2 separate regions of the Arabidopsis thaliana genome follow, and region 2 is linked to region 1. Evidence: chromatin contacts called from public capture Hi-C data. All regions are on one chromosome and are shown on one strand. The core of a region is the stretch at or near the end of the contact, and the rest is flanking DNA. Distances in the headings are between cores, read along the strand shown.

Region 1 (5,289 bases), core at 731-3,230:
CTATTACTCAACCATATAAAAACCAAATACTATTATACTTTAATTATAAGAACTACATCTTATGGAAAGGTATACACTAAAAATCGGTTTTATATACTAGAATATCATAAATATATAAATCACAAATTATTTTTAAATATATTAATCTAACATGTACCACATGTCAACCCCTCGATTTTTTTATATATTACAATAACAATATTTAAAAATAACAAAATAGTTTTTCATTTTACGGAATAAAGTTATATGGTGGAACTAGTTTGGGTTGATATTAATACGGGACAATAATCTACAAGTGAAATCTTAGAATTAATAATTATAACATAATTATACAATCTTAAACACTAAACAAAATAAACAATATTTACAAAACAACTATATCTTAAAATTTGAGTTTTTAGTTACAAACAAATCGACCAACGGTGTACCGCGGAGTAAATTTTACATTATATCATCTAATTGATCAAAAATTTCAAACAAAAATAATCAATTTATATATACATCAAACTAACAAAAATACACAAATTTTCCAAATATCTCTATATTATTCCGCAACTCGAAACAAATATAACAATCTATTTACTATGCTAAATACAAATAAAATATAAATAATATAAATTAATTAAAAAAATTAGCTATTTTATCATAAATAACACTATACACTTTCTATGCATATTATAATTTGTACACTATAATATCTTTCACTAAAAATGTATTCCAATACATTTCTTAAAATATGAAACCCCGCACGTATGTGCGGGTCAGAATCTAGTTTACTATAATTTTGAAAACAATACTAGATTAATATGTTTTTAAAACATTAATATAATCCTAAAACTAATCTCGTTTAATCTCCGATTTTAATCTCCGATTTTAATCCGATTTATCGATTAATAGCTAGTCCCATACCGAGCGCCCGATTAACGCCTAACGCGATTTTTTAACAATAATGATATATATATATATATAAATGTATATATGATTTATATATTCTAGTGAATTTTACTTGTAAACTAAATCTACAATTTAAAAGTTAATTAATAAAGTAGTTTAGAAGAAGAAGAAGAAATTGGGTTGTCTTCCCTAAAGATTTTTTCTACATATGTTCGTAGAGAACTATTTTTTCTAATGACAAAAAAATATTTATATTTAATATTTTTAATATAGGTTTCAAAATGTATCATTCATAAACTGCAATACTAAATTTAACTAAAATGAATGAATTTTTAATTTCATGCTCAAGTCTACCGAAAAAGATAAACAAACCACAAAAAATAAAAGAATATTATGGGGGTGATTGGGGAGGAGGACTTTGAAAACTGTAAATTCTATTAACAATTTTTACAGTTTTAATTTATCCGATCACACTTTTTTGCTTTTAATAATTTAAAAATTCTCACAACCTTTTTTCTCATTTTGTTCTTTGATTTCATGTTTTTGTTTAAATCGCATAAATCTGGCTTTAAAATGATAATAAACAAAAGTCAATAGTTTTTCCTTTTCGTTCTTCTCCATATTTATGAAAACTCCCATAGATGAATTATTCCTTTTTAATTTTTTTTTACGTTTATTTACAATTGAAGTCTTTTTCTTGTTTTATTAAGTTCCATATTTTCAATAATTATTTAAAATCATAATTTATGTTGTCACAACCTATAGTATATAGTTATAGTTTTTAAAATATTAAAAATTTTATAGCAAAAATTTATGCAGCAAAAGTCTTTACAGCCAAAAGTAACTTTCGAGATGCATGTTTTAATTTGTCTTATTTACTTGATGATATACAAAAGTCAGCCTAGGCGACCTTTAATGAGATGCATGTTTTGTTGTCTACAAGGGTCTAGTTGCAATATAATAATAAAAATGAAATTACCATGTCATTTCCTAGAAAATCTCATATTACAACTTTGACACGCAAAGGCATTCCATAGATTCTATAAATTGCTCTCCCAAAACACTCCAAACAAGTCAATATAACAAATTTTTATCTTCAATCCTCTCCCCATGGCATCTTCTTCTTCAAACTCTTGGAGATACGACGTCTTTCCTAGTTTCAGAGGGGAAGATGTCCGTAATAACTTTCTCAGCCACTTGCTCAAAGAATTTGAAAGCAAAGGAATAGTGACATTCAGAGATGACCATATCAAAAGAAGCCACACGATCGGTCATGAGCTTAGAGCAGCCATTAGAGAATCTAAGATCTCAGTAGTCTTGTTCTCAGAGAACTATGCTTCTTCAAGCTGGTGTTTGGACGAGCTGATTGAGATCATGAAGTGTAAGGAAGAACAAGGACTGAAAGTGATGCCGGTTTTCTACAAAGTGGATCCATCTGATATAAGAAAACAGACCGGAAAGTTTGGAATGAGTTTCTTGGAAACTTGTTGTGGTAAGACGGAGGAGCGACAACATAACTGGAGGCGGGCGTTGACTGATGCTGCCAATATTCTTGGAGATCATCCTCAAAATTGGTGAGTTTTTATATATTTTATTTTCGTTTGGTTAGATTCTGTATGATAAACCAAACCAAGATAGATTTGTGGTCTAATGGGCTCAATGAGTTTTTTTGTGCAAAAAAAAAGTAAAAGAAGAAAATATTTAGATTATCACCAAAAACACAATGGTTTTAGATTTGATTTTCTAATAAGGGAAAGAGGAGAGTAACTCAAAGTGGCAACTCGCTAGATTGCCTTACAAATTTATATGAATTTCTACTTGCTAAAACTTTAGTTATATGTGCTAATAGACACTATCTTAGTCTTCTTATGGATCTTCTAATAGATTACTCATGACTAATTACTGAAGGAAACCTTTATTTTTCATAAGAACAATTCCCTGATGCACTAAACCACCTACTGGACATGTTTGAATTGTTTTATGTTAAAATTGTCCCACATTAGAGATTGAGATGAAAAGTAGTACTGTATTATATGATAAGTTGGGCTAGGCGGCCGTGACGATTTTTGAATAAAACGATATATATTTATTTTTAAAAATTTGCTAATTTCCAGCTTTTTATAATGTTTTTTTTCAACATTTCATGTAGTAGTATATAAATATATCGTTTTATGCATGCCAAAAAAATATATATCGTTTCATTCTAAAACCTTTTAAACCGCCTAAAATTGTATAGTCCCCGACTACGTGTTTTAGGCGCTAGGCGGAGGGTCACCACCCACTTACCGTCTAGCGCTTTCTTGAACACTGATTATATGTAAATTAAACAAATTAATTAAAGGAATGAACACTCAAGAGTTTCACGAGTTGGAATGATGGTGTAATAGTCAGTAAATCTCACCAGAAATCATTTTGAACCGCATTTCATGAAGCTTACAAATATATTTATATATTGTATTTCAAAGTTTCATTTATAAATGTGCCTTAGGATTTGTAATTTTGTAACTTGTTATTCACATGATGATTGCAAATGGTAACTCTAGAGGTTTTAAGATTTTCCTTTCAAAATATATATTCCTTTTTTTGTTTTTTTTTTGTTTTTATGGTCTTAAAAGTTAATCTAGGTTTTTACTGGAATTGACAACGGCTATGATTTTACGTTTCTTTCGAGTTATAAATGTTTTTTGGGTGTTCAAGTCCTAGAGCATATGCATTGGTGAGTCTTTCACCAAAATCTCTTATGAAAGTCTCTAAAAAAAAGTTGAGAGAGTGAGAGACTACTAGAAACTCTCTCAACTTTCTTTAGAAACTCTTACAATTAAGGGTTTAATGCAAAACAAAATCTTTAAAGTTGTTAGTATTTGCAATATTATCCTCTATTTTCAAATTAAAATGTAGAATAATAAAATAAAAAATAATACGCAATATGGTCCTACATATTTTGGAGATAAATGGTATAGTTGCAAAAATTAGTAGCTTTGAGAATATTTTTTATCAAAAATAAACTATAATATTTATTATTTTGTTTTCTTTTGTAGATGAGAGATTTTGGTGAGAAACTGTCATTGCACGTGCTCGCATACTAAAATTCCACATTATAAAGCTTTTTACACCAACTGTTTAAGAGCTAGACACTTAATGATCTTATTTTTAATCACCAGGGACAATGAAGCATATAAGATCACAACAATTTCCAAGGATGTATTAGAAAAATTAAATGCAACGCCATCAAGAGATTTCAATGACTTGGTTGGAATGGAAGCTCACATTGCAAAGATGGAATCATTGTTATGCCTTGAGTCTCAAGGAGTGAGGATAGTAGGGATATGGGGTCCTGCAGGCGTTGGTAAGACTACCATAGCTAGAGCTTTATATAACCAATATCATGAAAACTTCAATCTTTCTATATTTATGGAGAATGTTAGAGAAAGTTATGGTGAAGCAGGCCTCGATGACTATGGTTTGAAGCTGCATTTACAACAAAGATTTTTATCCAAACTTCTTGATCAAAAGGATTTGAGAGTACGTCATTTAGGCGCAATAGAAGAAAGGCTAAAGAGCCAAAAAGTTCTAATTATTCTTGATGATGTGGACAATATTGAGCAACTCAAAGCCTTGGCAAAGGAAAATCAATGGTTTGGTAACAAGAGCAGAATTGTCGTGACAACCCAAAACAAACAACTTTTGGTTTCTCATGATATCAACCATATGTACCAGGTGGCTTATCCTTCAAAACAAGAAGCTCTTACTATATTTTGCCAGCATGCTTTTAAGCAAAGTTCCCCATCAGATGATTTAAAGCACCTTGCAATTGAATTTACAACTCTTGCTGGTCATCTTCCGCTGGCTCTACGGGTTCTTGGTTCGTTTATGCGTGGAAAGGGTAAGGAAGAGTGGGAATTTTCCCTGCCTACGCTAAAAAGTCGACTTGATGGAGAGGTAGAGAAAGTATTAAAAGTCGGGTATGATGGCTTGCATGACCATGAAAAAGATTTATTTCTTCATATTGCATGTATTTTTAGCGGTCAACACGAAAACTATTTGAAACAGATGATCATAGCTAACAATGACACATATGTTAGTTTCGGACTTCAAGTCCTGGCTGATAAATCTCTCATACAAAAATTTGAGAATGGTAGAATCGAGATGCACTCCTTACTACGACAATTAGGCAAAGAAGTTGTTCGAAAGCAATCTATTTACGAGCCAGGAAAACGTCAATTCTTGATGAATGCTAAGGAAACGTGTGGCGTCCTTTCAAACAATACTGTAAGTTCTTCTTCTTTTCTTTTTGCGAAATCTGAAAACTGCATTCTTAACTAAGCACCAAAGTAACAATTAAAGTTTTTGAATTTGACATGTATAATAACATTATTCTAGATGTATTATTATAGA
Region 2 (5,289 bases), core at 1,738-4,237, 170 kb after region 1:
ATGTTTGTAAATCTAACTACAAACCTATTGCAAGGACGATGAAGATAGTTAGAATGGTTGTTGATAGTTGACTAGCTTTCTTCATCTCATATACTCTAAACAAATTGATGATGTTTTTTTTTTTTTTTTTTTTTTTTTTTTTTTTTTTTGTTTTGTCAGATGATGTTTTTGGTTAATTTGTTTAATGAAAAAGTGAACAAAATTTAAAGTATATATAAGAAAAGTTAGATGTGTCTATTTTTTTAATGATACATCTTAGATCTATCACCTCCTGAAATTTAGGTTAAAAAAACGTGGTTCTCCATTAATTCCATTTTTTTGTTAAAGGATTGATTCCAATTTTTTTCCTTATCTAATTAAGGAGTCTTAGAAGTTAGAACCACACAATAATTTCAGTTAACACCATTAAATTACAAAAAAAAACTTTTTGATGGGTGATTTAAGTAAGAGGAGAAATTAAAAAAAAGATATATGTTCGCCTTAAAATTTGTTGAAACAATGTGAAATTCAAAAATAATAATAAAAAATCAAATGTATTTCGGAGACTGCATAACTCGTCTTTGGATAATACATTAATACCATACATTTTTTCTTTTATTCTAGTCTCTTTTCTATATATATATATATATATTTATTTATTTATTTATTTTTAAAAACCTATTTAGATAAAACATAGAAGATTTTAAAGAATAGAATGTATTTACGACAAAAAAAGAAAAGAATAGAATGTATTTACAGCAAATGAAAGTAACATACATAATTACATACAAAAAGCTAGTAAGAACCTTCACACCAAAAAAAAACTGGTACGAACCAAACTGATTTACCAATCAACAGAGCCGATCCTAGGTTGTGGGGCTTAAAACATTTTTAGTATGTGGTCTTTCCAAAATATACTAACAATAAACGTTTAATATTAATAATCTATAAAACATGAAAGGGAAAAAATACTATAAGCATTATCTGAACGTGAAACAAAACAAACACTATAGAAACGTGAAAAGAAAAAAATTGCTAAGAAAAAGGGTAATTTGCAGCAAAAAAAAAGAAGGAACGAAGTAAGTAGAAGTTGTGGTCGTTTGATCCCACGATCAAGGATGGGTCGGGCCTGCCAATCAACAATAGAAAAATATATTGTGAAAACATTAGCAATGAATTGTCACTAGTCCAAACAGATTACAACTTTTCAAAGTTCTTTACACCCTCATAATTTCTTGTTTTATGCATCCAACTCTATGGTTTAGCATATGTGGTCCAGTTGTAGGAGGGAGCTTTGGTAAAGGGTTTTGTTGTAATCTTAAAACTTGGGGCCTATTTATAGAAGAAAAAAAATAATTGAGGGCCTATTTTGTAAAGAAAAATTTTCTAAAACTTTGGGAATCACATTCAATTGTTTCTCCTTGCTCCGTTGAGTTACCGCACTAATGCTCACTACTAGCAAACACACTCTTTCAGTGCGACAGCCTCATGAGCTTGAAGTTGTTTAGCAAATCGGTTCCTACCAATGTACTAAACCGGTTATATAATCTGATTATGTATAACCAAACCGGTTATTGTATAAATGTCCAACCGGGGTTCACGATTCTACCGTTGTTCCGCCTAATTCTGATTTGTTAAACGACGAGAAATTTCTTATGGAAGTTAGGGTTTCCTGGCCGTTGATTGGTTCGTTCCCTGTTACCTTGTTCCATTCCAATCAGTTCTCGTAGAGCTTCTAATGTCACGGCTCGTGATGGCTTCTTCAATTCTTCGAGTGGGAGGATGCGTAATCCATGTGCCAATAGCAGAGTCGTGCTCAGATTGTACCAGGGGCGGATCTAGGTGTATGGGATGTGGGGCACGTGCCCTACATTAAATTATAAGTATTAGCTTGTAAACTTATGCAGTTTAAATGATTCAGCACAACTGGTTAAGTGTTTTCAATATTCGTCCATCCTTACCCAGGTTCGAGACTAGTTGAAGTAACTTTTTTCTTTTTTTGACTTTGCTCATTTTTTCCCCCAATTTTATCAATTTAATCACTTATTTCTTCCTTTGATTTATGAACATCCACTTTTAACTTTCTTTTAAAATTTCTTTATTAATTGATTAGATAGTATATGTGTATTGATATATTTCTAAAATGTTTGATATATCTATTCATTTACTTTTATGTGAAAATGAATAACAAAGTTATATGAACACAATTTCATAGTTTTTTTTTGGGTACCTATATAAATTGTGAGAAACAAATTACAGAATTTATTGAACTACATATTTTATCACAAACTTATAGTTTAATAACGAATAGTATATATAATAATTTTGATAAAAAATAATATATAATAAGTAAATTAATAGTGCCCCAGATTAAATATTTTTCTAGATCCGCCACTGGATTGTACCATGGAAGCGTCTGATGGAGTTGTCTTAATTAGACATATGCCAATGGAAATGTAATGCTGTCCGACAATCGTCTTGATGCTTCAAGTAGCCTGTATTTTTTTTTCCGTGGGGGTTCGAAACTTGGATTCAGTCAGGTCATTCTTTAATCTTTACTTTAAACCCATTGTCAACAATGCCTCTAGTAAAACAATGGTTTTGTATTACTGTTTGTGCTGAGAAAGTAATAAGATAAGCTATTGAAATTGTCAAAATATTACTAATTTGGGTCTTTGGATTGCTCAATTTGTTGGTTATTTAACTCATATCACTCTGCTTCGTTGTGTTACGTTGAGGAGATTCATTCAACAAGCATAGTGGGCGTGTAGTCTGGGTGCATCTCACATCATTAACATTTTTGAAACTTCAACATTCTTTTAATAAACATATAACACATCAGCTCATTGCTTTGATTGGTTCTCTGATTTTGTCTATGCTCTGACTTAGCTTTTATAATGCCTTGGATATTTTAAGTTTGACAACTTGCTGAGAGAACTCAATTGCTATTTAACTGATATGAAGTGTACGGATATGTACATACTAACCCCAAACACATTTGTAAAATCATGAGAAAGACCAAGAAGATTTCCTTTTTGATCTTCTGGGTTGTTCTCATAAGCATAATTGGTGCTATTTCTTCGCAACAATGCAACGAAACTGGGTATTTTGAACCTTGGAAAACTTACGACACCAACCGTAGGCAGATCCTTACATCTCTTGCTTCCAAAGTGGTGGATCACTACGGCTTCTACAATTCTTCCATCGGCAAAGTTCCTGACGAAGTGCACGTAATGGGGATGTGCATCGACGGGACCGAACCTACGGTTTGCTCCGATTGTCTCAAGGTCGCGGCCGACCAATTACAAGAGAATTGTCCTAACCAAACTGAAGCGTATACATGGACACCTCATAAGACGCTCTGTTTTGCTCGTTACTCTAACAGTTCATTCTTCAAGAGGGTTGGATTGCACCCACTTTACATGGAGCATAGTAATGTGGATATCAAATCAAATTTGACATATTTAAATACGATATGGGAGGCTCTAACGGATCGTTTGATGTCTGACGCATCCTCGGATTATAATGCATCATTATCTAGTCGTAGATATTATGCAGCTAATGTAACAAATCTGACAAATTTCCAGAATATATATGCATTAATGCTATGCACTCCTGATCTAGAAAAAGGTGCTTGTCACAACTGTCTGGAAAAAGCTGTTTCTGAATATGGCAACCTTAGGATGCAAAGAGGAATTGTTGCATGGCCAAGCTGCTGTTTTCGGTGGGATCTGTATCCCTTCATCGGAGCTTTTAATTTGACACTTTCACCCCCGCCAGGTAATTCCTCAACTAAAAGAAAAAATATGATTCTAAGAACGTATCATTCTGCTAAGTTGCTGACCAATAGTTTGAGAAAGGTTTGAAACAGATTCAATCACTGGATGATGCATTTTCTCTATTGTAAACTATCCTCTGTGATTCTACTATGCCCAGGTAGCAAAAGGAATATCTCAGTTGGATTCTTTGTGGCCATTGTTGTTGCCACCGGAGTTGTCATCTCTGTGCTATCTACTTTAGTAGTAGTACTTGTTTGCAGAAAGAGAAAAACTGATCCTCCAGGTGAGTTGATTCGTATTTTACTCACTGATTTCTTTTTCTTTAAGAACAATAAGGCATGCATGCTTAATCAGGAACACTGCATGATGCCGGGACAAGGGAATTTTAACTAGGAATAGTTTATTCAGTTCAATGGTCAACTATCTAAAACTTCTTATTAGCTAACCAATGTTTATTAGAAAAATGAAAAACTTTGGTGAATATGAAAACATATCATCATGGTTTAGATTTGTTATGTGTACGTACTTCCATGTTGCAAGGAATAATATGACATTTCTGTGTAGCAGAGGAATCACCTAAATATTCACTGCAGTATGATCTTAAGACAATTGAAGCTGCAACATGTACCTTTTCAAAGTGCAACATGCTTGGTCAAGGTGGATTTGGAGAAGTTTTCAAGGTAAATCTTCTCAACTTCCATTAATGAATATAGGTGGTGTGATGATCTTATTCTCTTTATTATTTGTAGGGTGTGCTTCAAGACGGATCAGAAATTGCAGTGAAGAGGCTGTCAAAAGAATCAGCTCAAGGTGTACAAGAGTTCCAGAATGAGACTAGTCTCGTGGCAAAGCTTCAGCACAGAAATTTGGTTGGAGTTCTCGGGTTTTGTATGGAAGGAGAAGAAAAGATACTCGTATACGAATTTGTTCCCAACAAAAGCCTCGACCAGTTCTTGTTTGGTATTTTGCATATAACACTCAGCTCATAGTTTTTGAAGTTCTAATGATGAAGTTGCAGTTCTTGAAACTTATTTTAATTGACTTACACAGAACCTACAAAGAAAGGCCAACTGGATTGGGCGAAACGGTACAAGATTATTGTTGGAACTGCTAGAGGAATTCTATATCTTCATCATGACTCACCCCTCAAAATCATACACCGTGACCTCAAAGCTAGTAACATCCTCTTAGATGCTGAAATGGAACCCAAAGTCGCAGATTTTGGAATGGCAAGAATTTTTAGGGTGGATCAATCTCGAGCGGATACAAGAAGGGTAGTTGGAACCCAGTAAGTACCCTTTCTTCTTTTTTGCCTTTCAATCTCTGAAGTTTTGATGACCTTTTTGTCACTGGTAAACTCAAGAATTATTTTTTGTTTTCTTTCTAGTGGCTACATATCTCCAGAGTATTTGATGCATGGCCAGTTCTCGGTGAAATCTGATGTCTATAGTTTTGGAGTCTTGGTTCTTGAGATTATAAGTGGAAAAAGAAACAGCAACTTCCATGAAACTGATGAATCCGGAAAGAATTT

What was found. Capture Hi-C pulls out chosen DNA fragments and counts their contacts.
Region 2: a capture Hi-C map of seedling shows a contact between it and region 1, with 2.6 times the contacts expected there. The contact joins the promoter of CRK33 here to the promoter of AT4G11170 in region 1. A contact is called at or near these places in 2 of 3 other capture datasets (seedling and shoot).

The regions. Positions count from the first base shown.
Region 1 is chr4:6,809,123-6,814,411 of TAIR10.1, forward strand. It overlaps AT4G11170 (Disease resistance protein (TIR-NBS-LRR class) family), which reads left to right and starts at 1,981. Exons shown (of 4, transcript NM_117187.2): 1 at 1,981-2,468; 2 at 4,056-5,163. The coding sequence starts at 2,005.
Region 2 is chr4:6,975,861-6,981,149 of TAIR10.1, forward strand. It overlaps CRK33 (cysteine-rich RLK (RECEPTOR-like protein kinase) 33), which reads left to right and starts at 2,988. Exons shown (of 7, transcript NM_117220.1): 1 at 2,988-3,759; 2 at 3,916-4,041; 3 at 4,326-4,438; 4 at 4,508-4,718; 5 at 4,809-5,046; 6 at 5,146-5,289. The coding sequence starts at 2,988. LCR11 (low-molecular-weight cysteine-rich 11) reads right to left here and starts at 154. Exons shown (of 2, transcript NM_001036542.2): 1 at 25-154. The coding sequence starts at 85.